2 separate regions of the Bombyx mori genome follow, and region 1 is linked to region 2. Evidence: chromatin contacts called from public Hi-C data. All regions are on one chromosome and are shown on one strand. The core of a region is the stretch at or near the end of the contact, and the rest is flanking DNA. Distances in the headings are between cores, read along the strand shown. Region 1 overlaps LOC101747227 (cystinosin homolog). Region 2 overlaps LOC101747227 (cystinosin homolog).

The links. A called contact is a pair of places that touch in the nucleus more often than the background predicts.
Region 1: a contact with region 2 is called in a Hi-C map of whole pupa, with 2.3 times the contacts expected there. The contact joins two enhancer-like sites. A contact is called at or near these places in 3 of 7 Hi-C or Micro-C datasets (midgut and whole pupa).

Annotation. Positions count from the first base shown.
Region 1 is chr22:4,106,922-4,109,900 of ASM3026992v2, reverse strand. It overlaps LOC101747227 (cystinosin homolog), which reads right to left. Exons shown (of 10, transcript XM_012695321.4): 7 at 2,451-2,570; 8 at 1,495-1,665; 9 at 239-459. Among protein-coding and RNA genes, the nearest start is that of ST5, 55 kb to the left of the region's middle. Within about 2 kb of position 1,555, at least 2 of the 8 cell types and tissues checked have open chromatin away from gene starts, as enhancers often do.
Region 2 is chr22:4,049,132-4,052,114 of ASM3026992v2, reverse strand. The region is part of intron 1 of LOC101747227 (cystinosin homolog); the gene reads right to left. Among protein-coding and RNA genes, the nearest start is that of LOC101747227, 6.2 kb to the right of the region's middle. Within about 2 kb of position 1,719, at least 3 of the 8 cell types and tissues checked have open chromatin away from gene starts, as enhancers often do.

The sequences.
Region 1 (2,979 bases), core at 306-2,805, 58 kb before region 2:
TGTTATGATAAAAATGAATATTTACTATTTAAAATCGAAATTAGTGACATGTTAGGGCATGACAAAAATGTTCAGCGAAGTGCTTGCTACAAAATCGACTAAAATCGAACTTAAACGATATCAATGATTTTTTTATAATGATTACTATCGATTTCACAGCAACACCACATACACACAAAGCTATCGGAAGAGGTTATAATGACAACACCGCATGCTTATTAGAAACATCGTTACGTACCTATAGAAGACATAGTGCTGCAGTATGAAGAATATATCGAAAACGAGACTAAAGAGGCCGAGGCCGAATTTGGTCGCGTCTCCGAAGAACGAAACCCAGTCGTTGTAGTTGTAGGCGTTGAGGACCATCTGGAGTATCGAAAGGAAACCGCCCACAAAGTCGAGGAAAATGTTGCCGATACTCCAGCCGACCGTTGATTTGCGTTTGTAGTTCATGTACGCCTGAAATTTATGTTTTGTTTTGTTTGTTTTATTATATTTTTCAAGTTTGATTATCAAATAGATCAATCACGTCCTAGATTTTCGAGTTGCTTTGGCTGTGTGATACCATATCTCGGATATTTTTTCCTTATGTAATTGTTGGTAGCCTAACAGGATATTGCAACTACATGCGGACCAGTAGTTTCGTCAGCTCGGGCTCAACCTGAAGTTATTGCTAGCACTGACCCTTAGCAAGAGTAGCGAGACCCGCTGAGAAGATCCGGCGACAAACTCAATTTGTTATGTCTATGGAATCTGTACGATAGCACTACCCCATCTCTTCTCTTGAGTATCGTGAATAGTGGCTGGAAAGAAAAGGCTGGAAATATCGATGTTTTCGGCTGCGCATTTCTCGTTGGACAGTAATTTTACAATACAATTGAGACTTCGACCTCATGTCTCAAGGAGAATGGCGGGAATAATGTTTAGATATCTACGGACTCCAATAACTGAACCTCAAGTTCGGGCATGTCCATGATTTGAGACTATGTGCCAACAAACTGAAAAGATGGTTAGTTTACATCATAATTCTCCTGCCCTTCTCCCAGTCACCTGGGGTCGGCGCAACATGTTTTCTCCTTCCATACTCCTCAATCATATACCATTTCTTCGCTCACTCCCCTCTTACACATATCGTCTTTCACCCAATCCATCCATTTCTTCTTAGGTCTACATCTTCCTCTATATCCTTCCACATTCATAGTTAACACTCTCTTACCAACCTCATTTTCATTTCGTCTCATCACATGTCCATACCATCCCAAACGCGCACTTCTCAGCTTCTCTGCCACAGTTGCCACTTTCAGACTTCCTCTAACTAATCTAAAGATGTGTAGTTTACATATTAGAGAAATCGTACGTTAAGACTTGTTAGCCGAGTGCTTGGGTACGCAATATTTAACTTTATTGGCTGCTCTTTAGAGTGATATTCTTGATATCTGGTGTTCATATTGATGCCCCCAATGGCACCAGCTCGGTTCTGTCGACAGTACTGACCTGCGGCACGTATTTGATGAGCGTGATGGCGAGCTTCACGTAGCTGCAGTAGTAGAGCCAGTCCAGCCACTCGATCTTGCCGACGACCGCGATGCTGCCCGTTACTATGACGACCGCTGAGAACGCGCCGAGTATCCCGCGCCCCACCGTCGAGACCCGTTGCTCTTCACGCTGTTACCAAACGCAGACAATCGTATGATCATTTTTACAGGTGGTAGGACCTCTTGTGAGTCCGCACGGGTAGGTACCACCACCCCGCCTATTTCTGCCGTGAAGCAGTAATGCGTTTCGGTTTGAAGGGTGCGGCAGCCGTTGTAACTATACTTGAGACCTTAGAACTTATATCTCAAGGTGGGTGCCGCATTTACTGGCTCTGAGCTCGTCCACCCATCTAAGCAATAACAAAAATTATATTCCTCATAGCTGGAGCTCGTGCTATGCAAGGCTGCTGCACTAATAAAGGGTTACGGTATCGCTGACGTCACTCTGTCTAATTAAGGCAAGAAAAGAAACTAAGTTATTAATATAAGGTTATACATATTTCGCCGAACTCATTAGTACCGCAGCCCGCGAATTATCAAACATTTGGTAAATAGCAAGCTGAAAACACTTAATTTGATAAATATGCAATTTATTATCATTGCTCGAGTCTGTCGGTTCGAGATAAATTCGATGAATATTCTTTTGATATAAAATTTATAGGATTAAGATAGTGAACGGTCCAAGTGGCTTACTATGAGTATTGGATGAACGAATATCGCATCAAAGTGTCCTTGACCGAAATCCAAGGATTACTTGTAATTCTAATATAATATCATGTTTTATCGATCCTACCAAGTTCATTAGAAAAATTGGTACCCGCCGGCGGGATTCGAACACCGGTGTATCGCTCAACACGAATGCACCGGACGTCTTATCCTTTAGGCCACGACGACTTGCGGGGAATATCTCCGTACCTCATATAAAAAGCACTGGGTGATGGTGATGAGAGTAGCGAAGGCTGCGTGCAAGGAGAAGAACACGTCGTTAAGCTGCACCGGATTCAATCCGCGGGGATGACGACTGAAGTACTCGTTCTGTAAACATTCAATTATTTTGTACACACACGCACAGACAACGTCAAGTACACCTGTGGCATTATTGGTCCCACATACCCATTATATTCGCGCATCATAGCCACTAAGGAGTAAGCATGCATTTTACTGGTGGTGTGACCTCTTGTGAGTCCGCACGGGTAGGTACCACCACCCGGCCTATTTCTGCCGTGAAGCAGTAATACGTTTCGGTTTGAAGGGCGGGGCAGCCGTTTTAACTGTACTGAGACTTTTGAACTTATATCTCGAGGTGGGTGGTAGCATATACGTTGGAGATGTCTACGGGATTCAGTAATTGATTTGATTTGATTTGATTTGAATAAAACGCTCGTAGAGGAAAGTTCAGTAAAAAATAATAATAATAAGTTGATGTGCGAGATTAAAATTTCCG
Region 2 (2,983 bases), core at 470-2,969:
AACATACAAATGTGAGTTAACTTTTACGCTATCGGGAACGTTAAAAAACTGGCACTATCTCGGTATGTCAACCGAGTCACAAACGGTAATCAGCCAATAAATCCGACCATCTTACATTACTGACCACTGTCAAAAAGGAAGTAATTTGCGGATGGCTCTTATCCTATCATTCTATTGATATTAGAGAGTTCGAATGCACGCAGGGATGTACTGCGTTATGTAGCGCAAAATACTTCGCATTTGACTTTCTAACGTTGAACGGGTTTATAATATTTTATCAAAGAGGATCACTACTAGAATATAGTTTAGTATACATATGTGTGTATACGTATGTGACCAAGTATGTATGTACCTAGTCAGGTCATAAGTATTGTCACACAGTAAAAACTTTTCTTTTAGAATGCTGGCCACAAAAAAGTTTATTGAATTCGAATTTCGAATTGTTCATGAAAATAAAAAAGGTATACTTTTAGAATTGTACTCATTTTTAAATATGGAGTGGACGCTTAAAGAAGACCGTGTTGCAGTAATTGCGTTGCATCGTTGCGGTTACGCGCTAATTCAAATTTTTAACATACTGAAAATTTTGAATATAACCAAAAGATTCGTTTATCGTACCATCAAACGATACAATGAAGACTCTAGTGTAGATGACAGGTCAAGAAGTGGTCGCCCTCGGTCTGTTAGGACTCCAGCAGTGATAAAAGCTGTGAAGGCGCGAATTCAAAGAAATCCCAAACGTAAGCAGAAACTGTTGGCCCTTCAGATGGGGTTAAACAGAACCACGGTGAAAAGGGTGTTAAATGAAGATGTAGGGCTTCGGGCATATCGAAGAAAAACAGGACATCGTTTGAATGCTCGTCTAATGGACCTGAGACTGAAGAGATGCCGCGCTTTGTTGAAGCGGTACGCGGGAAAAAAATATATAATTTTTTACCGTAGAAGAGAGCTACAACAAACAAAATGATAAGGTGTACGCACACAGTAGTGAAGAAGCGAGCAACCGTATTCCGCGTGTCCAACGAGGTCATTTTCCATCCTCGCTCATGGTATGGTTGGGAGTTTCTTATTGGGGCTTAACAGAGGTACATTTTTGTGAGAAAGGTGTAAAAACGAATGCAGTTGTGTATCAAAATACAGTCCTGACGAACCTTGTGGAACCTGTTTCTCATACCATGTTCAATAACAGGCACTGGGTATTCCAACAAGATTCAGCGCCAGCTCATAGAGCGAAGAGCACACAAGACTGGCTGGCGGCGCGTGAAATCGACTTCATCCGGCACGAAGACTGGCCCTCCTCCAGTCCAGATTTGAATCCGTTAGATTACAAGATATGGCAACACTTGGAGGAAAAGGCGTGCTCAAAGCCTCATCCCAATTTGGAGTCACTCAAGACATCCTTGATTAAGGCAGCCGCCGATATTGACATGGACCTCGTTCGTGCTGCGATAGACGACTGGCCGCGCAGATTGAAGGCCTGTATTCAAAATCACGGAGGTCATTTTGAATAAACTTTAGTGTCATAAGAATCTATGTAAACCATAGACAAAACAAGGAATGAATAACCCGATGCGCCTTATTTTATAATTTAATTTTCCTGCTAATAAGCCCACCTATTTATTTATTTACGAGAACTGACAAACTGCGTACTGCTATCTAAACTGCACGTAGTATCAAAGATGTACTTGAATTCGTATCTGTCTTCTTACAATTGATCAATTGTATGGTAGTTGACGGATCACTTATTAGTATTCAGCAGCCATAGTTAGGTCAGAATTATTTTATTATTATAACCTTCTTACCTACTCAATGTTAGGCCGAAACGTTTTGTAAGGAAATTTAACTTACGCTGTTAGTTTTTATTTATCGCCGTAGACAGTCTCACCACCCGTTTGGTATTTTATTACTGAAGACCATAAACATTACAACGCAGTCACCACGGCCGTCTGGTGTAGTGGTAAGTGACATGGTCACTACACAAGGGGGTCGCGAGTTCGAATCCCGCCAAGTGAAGATATTTGTATGATAAATATAAATGTCTTTTCCAGGGTTATGGATGTATATTAAATATATGTATGTGTATAATAAAAATCTTACATTTATTTCCGTTATCTGGTACCTGTAACACAAGTTCTTTACGAACTTATCACGGGACGAGTTAAGGTGGCGTCATTGTTTAAAAAAAAAAAAAGATCCAAGTCTTGATTGTGTTGTGTAACGGATGTTCTTCAAACAGGAATTTCCGTTTGCTACATAACAAAAACAAGTCTTTACTGGTGGCAGGACTTCTTGTGAGACCGCGCGGGTAGGTACCACCACCCTGCCTATTTTTGCCGTGAAGCAGTAATGCGTTTCGGTTTGACGGGTGGGGCAGCCGTTGTAACTATACTGAGACCTTAGAACTTATATCTCAGGGTAAGTGGCGGCATTTACGTCGTAGATGTCTATAGGCTCCGGTAACCACTTAACACTAGGTGGGCCGTGAGCTCGTTCATCCACCTAATAAATAAATAAAAATGCTTATTAACAGATGGCGGTACCGACCGTGTGGGCGGACAGTGCGCCCTGCAATTACGTAATTTTATACTTTTTGCATGTTACGTGTGTTTAATTCGCAAAATTGGTACTCGCCCTGCGGTTAATGCCTCCGGAATAATCGAAGTCCTCGACACAAGGTGTCTTACAAATGAAGCTACGATTCGAAGTGAAATTTAAATATAGCTATGGCCATCATAAAGTAATTAATAATCTAAGTAATATTAATAAAACTTTTTTTTCTATATCAATGGGAATACTAGACCTATTAGTTTCTTAAGAATTAAAGATTTTTAAATTGTGCAAAAGATTCACAAAAATTTATATATTTTATGAATTGAAAATAATGGGTTCATGTTTAGTCTAACATCTTGTAAATTTGCGATAAAAAGTCAATTGCATTCCAAACTTTTATTTTTGAATCGTTTCGGTTAATTAACATGTTTAT